Regions from separate parts of the Macaca mulatta genome. Here region 2 is linked to region 1. Evidence: chromatin contacts called from public Hi-C data. All regions are on one chromosome and are shown on one strand. Each heading gives the region's core, a stretch centred on a gene start, on an enhancer-like site or on the middle of the called end of the contact. The rest is flanking DNA. Distances are from core to core; before and after follow the strand shown.

What was found. Hi-C and Micro-C count contacts between places; a contact is called where the count stands out from the background.
Region 2: a Hi-C map of CD4 T cells shows a contact between it and region 1, with 3 times the contacts expected there. The contact joins the promoter of KANK2 here to the enhancer-like site in region 1. A contact is called at or near these places in 4 of 14 Hi-C or Micro-C datasets (CD4 T cells, blood, cortical neurons and 1 more).

What each region holds. Positions count from the first base shown.
Region 1 is chr19:11,786,874-11,790,560 of T2T-MMU8v2.0, forward strand. The region is part of intron 29 of SMARCA4 (SWI/SNF related, matrix associated, actin dependent regulator of chromatin, subfamily a, member 4); the gene reads left to right. Among named protein-coding and RNA genes, the nearest start is that of LDLR, 36 kb to the right of the region's middle. Within about 2 kb of position 2,263, at least 12 of the 40 cell types and tissues checked have an H3K27ac peak or open chromatin away from gene starts, as enhancers often do. A contact at or near this core is called in CD4 T cells and blood, where this site is marked.
Region 2 is chr19:11,933,817-11,937,728 of T2T-MMU8v2.0, forward strand. KANK2 (KN motif and ankyrin repeat domains 2) reads right to left here and starts at 1,896. Exons shown (of 12, transcript XM_077977377.1): 1 at 1,836-1,896; 2 at 50-200. It overlaps DOCK6 (dedicator of cytokinesis 6), which reads right to left. Exons shown (of 48, transcript XM_028838710.2): 48 at 3,635-3,879. The coding sequence ends at 3,837.

The sequences.
Region 1 (3,687 bases), core at 1,013-3,512:
AAAAGTACAAAAATTAGCCAGGTGTGGTAGTGCATGCCTGTTGTCTCAGCTCTTCAGGAAGCTGAGGCAGGAGGACCACAAGAGGCCAAGGCCACAGTGAGGTATAATCACCCCCCTGCACTCCAGCGTGGGTGACAGAGTGAGACTCTGTTGCAAAAAAAAAAAAAAAAAAAGCGAAAGAAAAGCTGCCTCCATTTAGCAATAATTTCCAACATGATGTTTGGATACAAAATTGGCGTACTTAATGGATATTTCTGATATTCTTAACGAAATTTGAAGCTATGAGGGAAAACAACCTCAGGGTCCACCCTGTTGCACGGTTTGGGGAAAGTCCGCAAGATCACCCTCACGTGCCGTCATTCTCAGCCTGTTACGCCTGCAGTTATGATTTATTACAGTGCAAGGCTACAGATTAAAATCAACCAAGGCAAGAGGTATATGGGGCCTCTTGGGGGCCAAGGTGGGCGGATCACTTGAGGTGATCTGGACGGTTCCAGACACAGGACTTTCCTTTGTCTCCTCCCTGTGGAGTTGCAGACGGCACTCATGTTCCTGGTGACGCTGACAACATTGCCAACCAGAGAAGCCTCTGTGTCCAGAGTTTGTTTTGTTTTGTTTTGTTTTCACTCTGTCACTCAGGCTGGAGTGCAATGGTGCAATCTCGGCCTGCTGCAATCTCTGCCTTCTGGATTGAAGTGATTCTCCTGTCTCAGCCTCCTGAGCAGCTGGGATTACAGGCTTACGCCACCACACCTGGCTAATTTTTGTATTTTTAGTAGAGATGGGGTTTCACCATGTTGGCCAGGCTGGTCTCGAACTCCTGACCTTAAGTGCTCCGCCTGCCTTAGCCCCCCGAAGTGTTGGGATTACAGGCGTGAGCCACCGCACCCACCCTGTGTCAAGCATTTTTACTGGGACTTGGTCATAAAGACACAGCTGGCTACCCATATGACTGACCTCCATCTCAAGCCCCTCTGCAGGTCGAGCAGAAACTACATAGCCCAAAGCCCCAACCTAGGACTGGTTCCAGACCCCATGTAAACCGAGACGCCCATTAGGTGTGACATTCTAAGTGCCCAGCGATCACCTCCCAGTAGTGCTGGGCAAAAGACCTCATTTGGGGTGAAGTTACGTTCTTTTTTATTATTATTATTTGCCCATCATTGGCTAGAAGTTACATTCTGTATGACACATCTGTCAGACCCATGGAAGGTTCCACGCTACCAACTGCGTGGCAGGTGGTGCTCATGTCACTCGGCCCTTCCTTGGCGCCACACAGCTGCACCAGGCTGAGAAGAGCTTGAATGGAATAAAGTCAGACACAGCTAACAGCTTACTTTTTTGTCTCCAACTTTCAATTGCTCCTTTCTAAGAAAAGAAAAGACAAATTATTTTTAATTGGATTTGTGTGTGTGTGTGTGAGGCAGAGTCTCACTCTGTCACCCAGGCTGGAGTGCCATGGCGTGATCTTGGCTCCCTGCAACCTCCACCTTCTAGGTTCAAGCGATTCTCCTGCCTCAGCCACCCAAGTAGCTGGGATTACAGGTGTGCACCACCATCACGCCTGGCCAGAATTTTTGTTTTTTAGTTTGCTTTCCAGAAACCCCTAATTAGTTGAACTCTGTAATTGAGTTAAATGTGAAGCCTGAAAAGAGATTGGCGTCTGTGTAGACCTGAGTTCTGACAATTCACAGAGTGAACACAGGAGGTTATCCTCTGGATTCGGTGTCAGGATCCTGCCTCGCCGAGCTGGAGACTGTGCCCGTGACTGCAGGTGGGAGTCACGTGGTCCCTCTAGGTGGTGACATCTGAGGACAGAAGTGGTTCAGCTGGGCACCCGCTGCTGTGTTGGGGCCAGACCCTTTAGGAGAGGCAGGGACGCCCTTCCTGTCAGGTGGAATCTTTTCGAATATTGTTTTTGATCATTGGAGATACCCGCAGCCCCCTAGTTTGTATTTTATACCGGCAGAATTGTGTTTGACGTGACCTCCGTGATGACCTCCTCATACGTGTCCAGTTGTCTTGCCTGGAAAGCTTTTACTCTGTTCCTCTGCAGTCAGATTCACAGCCACAAGACCCCTCCTCCCCAGGCCCCGGAGTGTGGCACTGCCGGCCTTCACAGCCACTGTCCTTTACGTTGTGGACACAGTGCACTGACAGGCCCCTCCTGCTCAGCGGCCACCGTGGGAACAGGCTGGAGTGTTCTGTGGTACCATGTGGGCAGTTCTGGCCTCTGCTGTCCAGGGACTTGTGGTGGCTCCAGTGGGAAGGGCCACATAAGCAGAACAGGAAGCGTGAGCAGTGTCCACTGGGAGGTGAGGGACAGGTGTCCCAGGCAGAGAGGACACAGTGCATGCAGAGGCTGGAGGGAGGCTAGGGGCTTGAGCGGGGCTGTGCCAGCACCAGGGGCCTCACAGGGGCCCTGGGCCACACACCTGCCCTCAGCCAAGGGCATTTCTCCTTGGTGGTTTGAAATCTCAAACCACATTGAGGAACCTGCCAGAAATCGAAACCAGAATGAAGAAATTAAGTTGCATGTAGGAGATTTTACTTCAAAATCAGAACATGCAGAAATGTTCGCTGTGACTCTGGGTCAGGTTCAGACTTGTGGGGCTGTGCACTGCCAGTTGATACCTTCTTCCCTGGGTTCTTTTTTTTTTTTTTTTTTTTTTTTTTTTGAGACGGAGTCTTGCTCTGTAGCCCAGGCTGGAGTGCAGTGGCACAATCTTGGCTCACTGCAATCTCCGCCTCCCTCCCTGGGTTCTTTATAGCAGTCGGCAGCTGGTGGCTGAGGCATTTGGGGCACTGTGTCCAAATGTCAAGGCCGCATGTTTGTCAGGGGGCATCCCCTTGGTGTGCTTGGTAAGGGCTCAGAGAAGGGCATCTGCTGGCCCACATGGGTTCAGCAGGCAGGCTGCTGAAGACCACCCCGCCAGCCACCAGCCTGCCTGCGACAGTGAGAGGGCAGAGATGCTGCTACAATAAAGACCATGCAGGCCAGGCGCAGTGGCTCACGTCTGTAATCCCAGCACTTTGGGAGGCCGAGCCGGGCCGATACTTGATGTCAGAAGTTTGAGAACAGCTTGGCCAATGTGGCAAAACCCCGTCTCTATTAAAATACAAAAATTAGCCAGGCATGGTGGCACATGCCTTTAATCCCAGCTACTCGGGAGGCTGAGGCAGGAGAATCGCTTGAACCCGGGAGGTGGAGGTTGCGGTGAGCTGAGATCACGCCACTGCACTCCAGCCTGGGTGACAGTGAGACTACGTCTCAAAAAAAAAAAAAAAATACATGGTAGACAATGGTGTTGAACTTGATACCTGTGCTGAGGTCAGGAGACACATGCGCACAGCCTCAGGGCTAGAGAGGCGCTCAGAAAGACGGAGTCGGGTCCAGGCTGCCGCAGCTAAGCCTCACAAAGCTCTGGCCCCACAGGGTGGGTCCTCTGGGTTCCATTCCCACTCCGCACTACCTGGAGGCAGCAGCCCTGTGGTTACTGTAGGAGGGACTTGAGTATGGTGAAGATCTGAGCTCCACATCTGTCTCTGTGCCTCAGTCTCCACATCTGCAGCACAGGGGCCTGACTGAAATAACGTGGCCAGGCACACAGCCCAGAGGCCAGCACCGTGTGCACTGTGAGAGGGGATGATGGTCCCCAGCCCAGGGCCTGAGCTGCTGCCTTGCCA
Region 2 (3,912 bases), core at 646-3,145, 150 kb after region 1:
AGGTAGGGCACCTGCTGGGCATGAAGGCAGGGCTGGGGCTCCGGGGCACCTGAGCTTGTCCTTGTTCTCCTGTCCTGTCTTGCTTTGTCTCTCTCCAGGTCTCTCTGTGTCTCTCCACGTCTCTGTCCTTCTACGTCTCTCTCCGTGTCTTTCTCTCTGTCTTTCCACGTTTCTGTCTTCGCTTCTCTGTCTTTCAACACCTGGAACACATGGTCACCAATTGCAGGAAATTTGGTTTTCCATTTGCCTGGAGACTCGCCCCTGAGCAACAGGAAGTTGATTGAAAATATTTTCTGGCCACCAAAGAGAGATGGAGATACAGGGAGCAAGTGGGATTAGAGCAGGATTGGAATAGTCAGGGGGAGAGGGGGTCAGGGGAGTGAGGGTGCTGCCAGGCAAATAGTATAGTAACAGTAATAATAACACCAACTCTTTTTTTTTTTTCTTCCTGAGACGGAGTTTTGCTCTTGTTGCCCAGGCTGGAGTGCAATGGCATGATATTGGCTCACCACAACCTCCAGCTCCCAGGTTCAAGCAATTCTCCTGCCTCAGCCTCCTGAGTAGCTGGGATTACAGGCATGTGCCACCATATCTGGCTAATTTTGTATTTTTGGTAGAGATGGGGTTTCTCCATGTTGGTCAGGCTGGTCTCGAACTCCTGACCTCAGATGATCCACCCACCTCAGCCTCCCAAAGTGCTGGGATTACAGGCATGAACTACCGCACCCAGCCTAACATCAACTCTTTTAATTGTCGTGACAATTCCATGAGATGGGCAGTTATCCCGTTTCACAGACAGGGGATGCAGAGGGCACAGAAAGGTACACTGGCTTGCCTAGGATCCTTGGGGCCACGGGGAAGTAGCTGGGCCTGAACGTGAACCTAAGGCTGGTGGATCCCGCCAATGCCCACCAAGTCACCACCCCCAGACTCCACACCAGATATCTCTACCCGTTTCCCAGATATGAAGACTGAGGTCTGAGGGTCCTCAGTCATCTGACCGCCCTCGATCAGGACCAGCGACTCCCGACTCCCGAGTAAGGGGAAGAGAAAGGAGATGAGGGGGTGTGGTGGGGGAGATGGATGTCTGTGGCTGAAACCCTTCTCTCGCTATGGGACCCCTGGGGAGTGGGGAAGGGGTGACAGGATAAGACACAGATGGAGAGACTGGAGCCTACAAGAGGGGACAGGTAGGGAGTTCAGGGAAGGGGCGCGGGTCTCCCCAACCCACCACCCAAGACCGGCCTGCACATCTTGGAGGTGGCGGGGGCGCGGGGGGTCTTTCCGCCCTAAACTCGGGGGGTTGGGGGGCGGCGAGAAGGACCCCGCCCGGTGCAGGGAGGGGGCGGGGCCTGTGGATCCCCGGCTAATGGCAAACAGCTGCCGCTCCCCACGCCGGCCCAGCCGCCAAGCCCAGGCCCAGCCCGGCCGGACGCCCGGCCGCCTTCCCGCCGCCTGGGGCATGGCCGCGGAGGAGGGTGAGGGGGGACAGTGCGGGGAGGGGGCAGAAAGGGGGACACAGACAGGGGAGAGGGGGCAGAGGGGAGCCAGGACAGGGGAGACGGGCAGGGCACGAGGAATCGATGGGGGTACTGGGAGGAATCGATGAGGGTATGGGGTCATAGACGGGGAGGGAGCAGGGACGCGGGGGCAGAGACAGTACAAGTCTGGAAAGTTTGGGCATAGAAGGTGGAGTTGGAGGCAGCGGCTCGTTGAGACCAGCGAAGTCGTGTCCCGGGGTTGGAGGCGGGGGGTAGGGTAGTAGGTGGGGGGGCGGTGCACACTCGATCCCCGAACCGGACTTGAACCCCTACCCAGCCCCGGGTCCCACTCGCCTTGCGCGCTCCGGCCGCTGCCTTCCCTGCGTCCCGCCGCCCGAGCGTCCTCGCGCGCGCCGCCGCCTGGGCGCCCGGCCCTCGGAGGTGGCTCCGCCCGCACTACGCCCCCTCCTGCTGGCCCCGCCCCTCCAGTCGGCCCCGCCCCCTCCCGCCGCCAGGGCGCCCAGGCCGCGGTGGGGGGGTGGGGATGCAGAGACGCTAGTTGGAGACTGGATCTCACCTGGAGAGCAGGTGTGTGTGTGCGCGCCGGGCTGTCCGGCCTCGTCCTTCCTCCCTCCTTAAGTCCCCAAAGCAGGGTCCCCCCCCGCCGGCCTCCCCCCACCGCCGGCTGTCCCTGGGCCGCTGCGGGGGGCGGAACGGCTCGGCGGCAGGAGGGGGTGGAGCTGGCCGGGGCCCAGCTAGGGGAGGGCGCGCGGGGGGGCGCGGCGGCGGGAGGTCACCCCTCCCCCAGGCGGCCCAGGGCTGGACGCGGCCCAGCGCAAGCCTGGCACACGGTGGCGTGACCGCCGCGCGAGAGGGGAGGCTGCACAGGCCTGGGCGCCGGAGCCAGCCAGACCTGGACTCCCATCCCAGACCCACCAAACTTGCTGCTCTGTGCCTCAGTTTGCCCATCTGTAAAATGGAGATGATCATGTTAGCTACCTGATAGGAGTGTTGAGAAGATTCACTAACCATTGGGAAGGGGCCTAACCATTAGGAAGGAGGTCCCTCGGGTTAAAAAGTCTCATAAATGGAGTGTCCTACTTTTGCAGAGATCTTTCTAGGAGCCCTTTAGTACACAGCCAGCCACTCAGCAAGGGCTTAATAAATATTATTAGGCCGGTGAGGTGGCTCACACCTGTAATCTCAGCACTTAGGGAGGCCGAGGCAGGAGGACTGCTTGAGCTCAGGAGTTCCAGACCAGCCTGGGCAACATAGCAAGACCCTGTCTCTACAAGAAAAATTTTTAAGTGAAAAAAAATTAGGCCACGCGCAGTGGCTCAGGCCTGTAACTGCAGCACTTTGGGAGGGCAAGGTGTGCGGATTATTTGAGCCAAGGAGTTGGAGACCAGCTTTGGCAATGTGACAAGGCCCCATGTCTGCAAAAAACAAAATAAAAAGAAACCACCTGGGGCCGAGAAATGGCTCACACCTGTAATCCCAGCACTTAGGGAGGCTGAGGCGGGTGGATCACCTGAGGTCAGGAGTTCAAGACCAGCCTGGCCAACATGGTGAAACCCCGTCTCTATTAAAAATACAAAAACTATCCGAGCATGGTGGTGCACATATATAATCCCAGCTACTCGGGAGGCTGAGGTAGGAGAATAACTTGAATCTGGGAGGTGGAGGTTGCTGTGAACCGAGATTGCGCCACTGCACTGCAGCCTGGGTGACAGAGCGAAACTCCATATGAAAAAGAAAAAGAAAAGCCAGGCATAGTGGCATGTGCCTATGATCCCTGCTACTCAGGAGGCTTGAGCCCCGGAGTTTGAGGCTGCAGTGAGCTATGATTGTGACACTGCATTCCAGCCTGGGGGACTGAGAGAGAGCCTGTCTGTTAAAAACAAAGAAACAAGAACCAGGTATTATTATTCCCGGTAGGCATGTGACATTATTTGTGTGTTGCCTTCCCCGCTAGAACGTCAGCTCCACAAGGGCAGGAATTTGTGTCTGTTGTCACCATGATGTCCCTGGCACCCAGTATGTTCTTGGTGTCTCCAGTGATGATGCAGGGATGTGTGGATGTGGGGCAGTGGACTGTGAGCATGTCATGAGCATGTGACCCAGCCCCTAGTGACTGCACCACATGGCACAGGTTGCTTATAAAAACCATTTTAAATTAAAAAAGGGAGGAAGCATCAGTGCATACAGATGGGGACACAGGGGCAAAGGGCCCAGCACCGAGTACAATGTGGTCACCCCATAGCCCAGTGGGCACCAGGGGAGACTCCCCTCGCAGCACAGATAGCTGAGGGCCGGGTGCTGGTTCTTCTAGGTGCAGCTTTGGTCCTTGTGGGCTCAGAGGTCTGCCTTTCGAAAACTTGCTCTGTTCAAGGAGTTCCTGGGAAAAGAATGAGGGTGGGTCAGCATGGCC